2 separate regions of the Mus musculus genome follow, and region 1 is linked to region 2. The links are chromatin contacts, called in public Hi-C maps. All regions are on one chromosome and are shown on one strand. The core of a region is the stretch at or near the end of the contact, and the rest is flanking DNA. Distances in the headings are between cores, read along the strand shown.

Region 1 (4,344 bases), core at 1,659-4,158, 94 kb before region 2:
TTTTCTCAATTTGTTAACCTAGAATTTCAGCTTGCCCAGTTTTAACCTAAAGTTCTCTGTTTTCTTTTTTCTTACCCCACCCCACTCCCTTTTTTAAAGTTATAGAGCCTCTGTGAAAAGTGGAAGACTCTGTAACTACATAATGGCTTCATCAACAAATAAGAGTCTGCTTCCTGCAGTGAAGCCACAAGTATGTTGAAAGGCCCTGGCTTTCGGCAGGATGTACAAAGATCTCCATCCCAGTCTCTTTTGGACCATTTCCCCCTCTTTGTGGTGGCAGTGGTTGTCTGGCTGTGTGGGTGTACATTTAAAACATGTCTTACAGATTTTTTAATAATGCATTCTTTGGGAAAAAGAGAAACCATTTTTCCTATGCTGTGAGCACTCCAAACACTTCTCTTATGATTTATCATCCCCCCCCCTTTAGTAATTCATGATTGATTAACTGGTGGTAAATAGAGATTTTTGAAGTAGAAGAAAAAAATACCTTAAGTATTTGGTAGGCAACAAACTATTTTGTATTCATTTACTGTGACTGCCATAAAATGTTTGATGGACAAACTAATATCTCAAGTGGAATTATTCAAGGCAGGTTAAAAGAATGCAATCTCATTTACTGTATAGGTGTTTCTTCTGGTTATATTAGGTACTTAATATTAACATGTTCATTCACTCTCATTCTCCATTTGATATACTCAGCAGTGGGGGGGCTCTGACTCTGAAAACATTACCAACCCCAGCACATACACAAACGGATTCTTCTAGGTCAGATATTACAGAGGGCAAGTATCCTGAGGATTGTTGTGACCTACTTATACTGCTGATATGATTAGATGATGAGTGAGAACATTTCCCTGGGGAGTCTGCTCTCATCTGTGTCTTTCATGGCAATCGGGTCTTCAGTAGAACAACAAGCCTCCTCTCTTCCCGTTCTTTTTGTTTGTTTCGAAAGGCAGTTTTGTATCCTTTTGTAAAATTCCTTCAAGGATAATATTGGCATATTAAGAGACATTTTCTATTGCTGCTTCACTGTATGTCTAAGAGGAGAGGTAGATTTAAATAAATATTGTTATTTTTGATTTTCATAAGTCTACCATGAATTATGTTATCTTGTAAGTATGATCTTTCTCTCTGTGTCTCCCCTCACACTCTTTGTGTGAGTGTGTATGTGTGTGGGTGTGTGTGTGTTTGTGCGTGCCCTGTATGTTGGTAGGTTGCTGAAGAGGTCCGAAGAACACATCAGATTTGTTGAGCTAGATTCATAGGCAGTTTTAAGCCACATGATTTGGGTGTCGAAACTCTGGGAGAACATGAAGTGCCATCAATTATGGAGTATTTCTCCAGTCCTGATTCTTTTTTATGTATTCATTCTTTTTAAGTTCTTAAAGAGAGATAAGGCAGCCTATCAGGTCAAAGTACTTTTTGTAAAAATTCAATTCTCACTACTCACATGAAAGAAGGAGAGAATCAAATCCTGCAAGTTTACTCCTACACACACACACACACACACACACACACACACACACACACACACACACTAAAAATACAATTTAAAAAAATCAAAGCCCTTAAGTGTGATACCTTTATCATTCTAATTGATGTATCTCAGTGAAAATCTCTACAGTTATGGGAGTTACTCCTCATTAATTTAAATTACTCAATCCCGTGTATGCCATTGTTTTGTCCCATTTTTACCAAATATGAAAAAATAGATGATCTTCGTAGGTTCACACATCAGAGGGAACACTGAGAGGAGCTACAGCCAGAAGTCCACTCAAGCAGGAGCAGGAGCTGGAACTCAAGCCCAGGCAGATTTGACTGACATGACAGTGTCTTCCCAATGTCCTCTGCCCTTGTCTTACACTGTTAGTGTGTCATGTCATGTTTGTCCCTCTCATAGTATATTACAGTCATCAGACCATGTGACAGTTCGAAAAACATGCAATTCAGTTTCTCTCTTTCGTTTTAACATAATAGAGCTTATTTAAAAATAAACTATAAAAATGCAATTAGAACAGTGTTTAAAGTAACTTCAGTGGTTTAAAATATGCAGGGATTAGCATCTGAAATAGAATTGTGCTGACATACATTTTACACACACACACAAACGTATATATTTGCTAAAACAAACGAGTGAGTGTCAATTAATTTTGAGGTACATTGCATTGCTACCTCTAGGTAGGTCTTTGTTACCTGGGAAGTGTAGGTTGGGCTTCAACACCATTAGTGAAACTAAACATTTTTTATTTATAGATACATGCTTTAAATCAGTGCTCTCACAGACAGAGCTATTAATATTTCAAAGATCGTGTCTTGATATTATAAACCAGACTCGGGGCTTCTGTATGTTGCAGAAAGTTACCCCCAAACTTCAACCTACCCAGCTTCATACACTGCTTCATACACTGTCATAGGATCTATCTTCCCTGTTCCCTGTTACTTATAATTATAAATCAAAGATTAAATCAATTATCTCCCCATAAAAGATACACTGAGCATTCCTCTAAAAAGCATCATTATTCATTTTCAAAAATTTATGGTTTTAAAAACCTTTTCAGTTTTCTCGATGATTTTCACCAATTGACCAGTCATCAAAACAGTAAAAATAGCTCAAGTAATGTTACAATGTTGCTCACTCAGTGAAATTACAAAATATTTCCCCTTGGATGCCAGCTCCTCTTTGTTTTAGGAGTGTGATCCAGCTCCCAGTTAAAGAATTCTGGCTTTTCTTTGAAAAGTACTTATTTGCCTCCTGACTACGATCATGTGCTTTCAATTTCGTTTGCGTTTCCCCACTTACTTTCTACAGCATTCTTTTATGGCTGAGCGACTGCCTGGCAAAGTAGGAACTGAACCACAGTATGTAATTAAGTTCTTTGCACAATGGAAGTTAGTCATCGGCAGGATTACACCACTGAGTTTGGATGCTGCCAGGGTGGGAGAGCAGGGAAAGAATAGCACAGAGAGCTCTCCTACAGCCCATGTCCTGAAGCATAACAATGAGTCCTCCGTTCTGTCCTGATGCCATGTCAGGAATTCTCCAATAAATTGTTCTGATTGAAAATGAATCCATGTGAATTAGCATCTTATTCCTTTTATATTTTTAGAGATGTTTTATCTGGTAAGAATTCTGAATAGCTGCTAAAAAAATATATCAGAAGAAGAGCTTAACAATTGAAGCTGTGTTATTGTTCATAGCTTAGAAAAATCATCATAAAAACATAAAAGTACTTTTAAAGACAATGAAACAAATGCATTTTTCCTTTAATGCAATGTAAACCTAACAGAAAATGTAACAAAATATAGTGTAGAGTAGTTTGATATCCTTGAATATAGTTCAGTTTTTTAAAAAATATGATATGTGTATTCTGTGGTGATTTTAAGACTGTCCTATAGAGGCTTGTGAGATGGATCAGCAGGTAAAGTCCAGTCTGAGAACCTAAGTACAGTCTCTAGTTTCTAAAAGGTTGAAGGAGAAATTTGAATGTTAAGTAGTTTTCTGCACTAGCACCGTGGCATGTGTGTGCCTCCTCTCATCCTCGCCCTCCCACAAACAAATGCACACAAAATACAAGAAAATGTAATAGACAAACAATAAAATAGGGCTGTTTTAACATATGATGAAAAATTCAATTTCAACTTCATGATCAGATATGTAGCTAGGATGAAAAAATAAAATGAAAACCCATTATGTTTCTGAAAAAGTAATAAAAGGATAGTCTGGGACAATAGCTCATTCAAATGATTGCTGTACAAGTAAGGGTACCTGCATTTTGTCATCAGTACCTACACACAAAGGACTATGCCGTAACCCCAATGCTGGAGAGGTAGAGATAGAAGGATCCCTGAAATTCCTTTATTGAGTAGTCCACGACCCCAGGTCCCACTGAGAGATCCCATCTCAAATTAAAACAAACAAACAAACAAAAAACAAAACAAAACAAAAACCCAATCAACCAGCCAACCAACCAGCCAACCAGCCAGCCAACCAACCAGCCAGCCAACCAACCAACCAACCAACCAGCCAACCAACCAACCAACCAACCAACCAACCAAAACCCCAAACCCAACCAAACATACAAACAAACAAACAATCAAGAAAAAAAATAGGTGGGTGAATCTTGAGCTTAATCTCTGATTTATACACATATGCACATACTCATGCACACATACACACAAACCCCACACATACAAAAACAATGAAATAAGAAAACATATTACGAATAACTTACTTAACATTTTTTTCTAGAAGAAATGGTGTTAATATTTTTGAAGGAAAAAGTAATGTTATCAAAATGCTACCAAGTGCTTCTGAGTATGATTAAAAGAATGTTAAGAGTTTCT
Region 2 (4,704 bases), core at 1,938-4,437:
AAAGTGCAGATTAAGACTTCTATAGTCCAAATCACCCCCACAGTCCTAGGTCCCTAGCATTCTTAGAATCGACACCAGGATCCGTCCATGATGTCCTCTCTCTTCTCTGCTAATCTGACATCAGCTCAGCATCTCTGCTCTAATAACAGAAGTCTGTTTCCTCCAGGAAGCTGGTTGTTCATGGTCACTCTATTTCTGACGCACATTTCAATGATACCCACCATTGCTGCCTTTCCTGGATATAGTTCCACTGCTATCTCTTTCAGGAATGTTCCTCTAACTGCTAAGTTGGGTGGCTAACTCTGCTATTCTTGAAAAAACAAAATGTAGTTTCTTCCCCATCTAGGTCCTCATTCTTTCGGTTAGCTCCTAGTCCTAACCTGTCCTCAGCTTTACTTTATAAATGACTTCCGATGTAACTGTTCTGTATTGGACTTTTTCCTCACTCAGCAGTGGGTTCAGTCAAAAATGTCTGGGTTACAGTGTCCCTTTCAATGAGGATTGTCAGCCCTTCCACACCATGTGACACAGCCCTGGTTTATCCTGGGATGATAATAATTTCCTAAACCTCAGACAGAATCCATTTATTCCTCTGCTTTTGGGTTTGCTCTCTTTAGCCTAGAATAGGTTACGAACACATTGACTTGTGGCAAGGAAATTCTATGCCATTTTCAGTCTACCCCATGGAGAATATTTCCCCAACAGCCACCATCAACTCTGGCTTTCCTCCTGTCCTCTGATGCTATCTCTCTTCCTGACAAAAATACACTGTGTTGCATGCATGTTGGGGTTTTAAAAGTATTTCCCCTCTATTGGACATCACTCTAATTTTGTTTATGCTCCTTCTGTCTACTAACAGTGTCTTCTGAACTCTTGAACTGTTAAATGTTTACCTCTCCTTATATTTCAACACCACTTTTTGGGGAGGACAAGAATCCATTGCAATCATGTCTGTACTTCCAATCTTACTTGCTAGTCTGTCTGTTGACCTGAATTTCTTTTCACATCTATCTAAAATAATCCTGAGATTATAAATCTTTGCAACTTCTTTTTTCTTCCTTCCTTCCTTCCTTCCTTCCTTCCTTCCTTCCTTCCTTCCCCCCCTCTTCCGTCCCTCCTTCCCTTCTTCCTTTCTTTTTCTTTCTTTCCTTCCTTTTACTTATTCATTCCTTCTTTTTATTTTAGAGGCAGGATTTCATGTAGCCCAGGATGTCATATAATTCAGTGTGTAATGAGAAGTTTTTCTTCCTCCATCCTCCAAACGCTGTGTTACACACCCTGCCTATGTAATACTGGGTGTAGAACTCAGGTCCTCATGCAAGCACTCTACCAACTGGGCTACACTCTCAGCTTTGGGACCTCTCTTTTTCTGCTGTCTTTTTGGATTAAGGAGTCTACAACTGAGACATCCTAGATAGCTTACATAGTGTGCCTAGCTCAGGCATTGCTTTAAACTCCATTTCTGCATACTTGTAACATTGTTCAAACATGAACAACCTTTTCACCATCCCAGGTGGTTGTTAGATGTTAGATGTGAAAGAGAAATAATGGGATAGTGAGAGGAAAGGAAGTAATACGTTCATAAAGACCAGCATACCATCATGACCTTTCCAAATGCTTTTAAATTGCAATCTGAAATAAATGTCATTTCTTTCAAACTCTCAGTAAAAAAAAAAAATCATATCCAGCTATGAAGCAATGTAACTGTTGTGGAACTGCAAACATTATGAGGCAATCCCCACTCTCTCCATTTTCTGGTCAACAAACCTTATTTTCAATGGAGTCAGATTTAGCACTGGTGGGCTCTACAGCCTCTGGTGGCCTAATGTGAGAAGGAGTTAGGGAGACAAGTCTCTCGAGGAAGTGTGAACAGAATCAGTCTCTTCCATCTGGCTTCTTCAACCCAACCCATCTTTACCAAACAGTCAACAAAGAGTATCAGAAGCCATTAGCCTAAATTCCAGGGTCATAGAAAGTGGAGTGCTTGTGAAATACACATCTTATTATCAGGACCCTTAAAAACCTACTCCGTCTCCCTTCTCAGGGCTCTAACACTGATCACTGGCGTTAACGTTGTCAACCTAATTTTCCGTTTTGAAGCCGTGTAAGGAAGTCATCTTGCTCCTTTTCAGGATAGGCTGAGATGGATGGGTGGTTGAGAGGGTTGGTGAGGAATCATTTTCTGGGACCTATTTCAAAGATAATTCAAAAGAGATCTTAAAGTAGAAATTGGATAAATTACATGGCTGAAGTAGGTTGCAGTGAGGTTGTTCAGCATGAGACCGTTTGTAACCATCATGCAAAGTAATTTAGCAAGTCCAAGGACATTGTTCTCTAGGAAATACTGGATTTTTCAGCGTTAAAAGAGCAGCCTTCAAATAGTCCCAGATTAGTGGCAGCTGGAAGGCAGAACAGGGAGCTATGAGTTAATCTCCGAGTCTCACAAAACAGGAAAGTTCTAGTGCTAGCTAGTTGTAGGCAGGAGCATTCCTTGTTCAGGACTTTCGATTTATATTGCAAATCCAGCAACCATCCGATGGAATGAGTGGTAGTCTGAAGCTATGGCTTTGGCTAGGATTGTTCCTGTCCTGGGAGGGCAACGGCTATTTGCCAGTGTTCAGAACCTGACTGTGACCTCTCTGTTTCAGCTGAGATTGCTGTATCAAATGCCTTTAACAGCCCCAATACCATGTGGTAGACTGAGCAGTCTACTTTTATCTTGTTGAATCACTAAGAGGACTGTGAACACACAGAACACAGTAAACGGATTAATTGCAATGGTCTTTGTCGTTCTACAATAATTGAATGAACGTCTTCCACTTTTAAAAACAATACTACTTTTTTGAACATTAGTTTCAACTCACAGTACCTCTAATAGGGATCTTTCAGAAATAGGCAACTGATCAAGTATAGCAAACAAATAGCTGCCTTCCCGTGAAAACGGAATGGCTCCCAAGACTCTCCGTCGCTGTCGCTGTCCCAGCACATCTTCTGGCTTTCCTACCCCACCAGCAACACTCTCGACCTCCACCCCTCTGCGTTCTTCCGCAGCTCCGTGGAACGGAGCTGGCTGCCAGCCATGGGGCTGCCCTGCTCTTCTTCAGCGCCCGCTGGCGACGGCACTAGGACCCAGAGAAGTCCCCGAGCGGGGTTCGCAGAAAGGCAGCCAGACTCCTCCTTATCTCCAGTGTCAAACTTGACATCAGACTGCGAGCGGAGCATGGTAACTTCTCCAGCAATCAGAGCGCTCCCCCTCACATCAGTGGTATGCTTCGCGGAGATATGCTCCTCTCACTGCCCGGTGCACCAGCAACATGGATTGTCACCTCTCCATCCTCGTCCTGCTCGGCTGCTGCGTCCTCAGCTGCTCCGGAGAACTGAGCCCACAGCCTTCCAACGAAGGTAAGCCAGGTAACCGCGCCGCTCCCGCCGGAGCGGAGCCCACAGCCCCCGGACGGCGCTGTTCCCTGAGATGCCCAGAAAGCAGTGGCAGCGAAAAGATTGTTTGCCCAGTAGCAATCCCAAAACACTTTTGGGGGATGTCTTGGGATTGTAGAAACCTTTAAAAATAATAATAAATCTGTTTTTAATCTGATAGCGAGCGATTCAAGTGATTACCACATTTACCAATTTGAACCAGAAAGAAAGAAAACCTTCGGTTTCTTTTTTTCTTTTTTTCTTTTTTTAACAACCCAGACTGTTAATTGCCAAATAGCCAAGGCAGTATTTTATTTTCTAATTATGACCATGTGGTTCTTTGAGAAGTTTCAAAGAAAAGGCTAGCCTCTCTTGAGATCCCCGCGGTGTGTTTTAAAGATAATGACAGGTTGCTCCTGCTTACACCCTTTGGCACTTATGAATGGACTGGAGAGAAGGGGGCTCGTTGGACCCGAGGTGTTTGAGTGCGCGCGTGTGTGCATGTGTTTATGTTACAACCGCCTTATTGAAGTGCTGTGGATCCCGCCGGGCGATGCTGTGCTCAGCGATACAGGTTCTCATGGGTAGCATATGCATGCCACATTATTAACAGCAGTGATGGTTCAAGGGATATACAGTGAGCTTAAGTTGGGTTCTTTTGTAAAAAGGCCTTTCATACACATAGAAGGATGCATTTAATGATTGATTGATAATTAGCTCCTGGGTAGATACAGTAAATAACAGACTAGCAAATTAGAAAGAACACTCATGGAAAGCTAACGGCATTTCCTTGATGCTGGATTAATTATTGTCAGTGTAACGGGCATCCTTGCATTCTCAATGGATCAAAGTGTAAACCTAATATTGAGAATATTTGTTTTCGTGGATACTGAGCAGACTCATGATATTTTTTTCAGACTTTTCATTATCTAGTTTTAATGATTTGTGAATACAAACTCTTAAGACAACTTCTCTGAATAATTGATTGCCTTGCAGCAACACTTACAACTTTAATTTCCTCTTAATGATTTTGAACATTGAGAATTGTATCGAGCAAGTTAACAATAGAGGACAGCTGAAGTGCAGGGAGCACAGTAGCTGTACAACACTCACTTAAAAACGTTTTGTAGAGCCAATGTTGTAGACATTATGCTTATGCCCATGTGAAAGAAAAATGTATGTAAACCCATTAGCACAAAGACCGCTTCCCATGTTTGGTGACCCACTTTCACGCTAATGGGACAGTTTAATTTTCTTTCCTTAGTGCCTTGGCTGCCTTTATCAGTC

The links. A called contact is a pair of places that touch in the nucleus more often than the background predicts.
Region 1: a contact with region 2 is called in a Hi-C map of tail fibroblasts, with 2.2 times the contacts expected there. The contact joins the enhancer-like site here to the promoter of Epha3 in region 2. A contact is called at or near these places in 2 of 39 promoter capture datasets (embryonic stem cells and hippocampal neurons), 4 of 484 Hi-C or Micro-C datasets (adipose-derived mesenchymal stem cells, cortical neurons and tail fibroblasts) and 1 of 9 other capture datasets (liver).

The regions. Positions count from the first base shown.
Region 1 is chr16:63,956,880-63,961,223 of GRCm38.p6, reverse strand. No RefSeq gene overlaps it. Among named protein-coding and RNA genes, the nearest start is that of Epha3, 95 kb to the right of the region's middle. Within about 2 kb of position 2,908, at least 67 of the 459 cell types and tissues checked have an H3K27ac peak or open chromatin away from gene starts, as enhancers often do. A contact at or near this core is called in adipose-derived mesenchymal stem cells, cortical neurons and tail fibroblasts, where this site is marked.
Region 2 is chr16:63,862,658-63,867,361 of GRCm38.p6, reverse strand. Epha3 (Eph receptor A3) reads left to right here and starts at 3,187. Exons shown (of 17, transcript NM_010140.4): 1 at 3,187-3,402. The coding sequence starts at 3,315.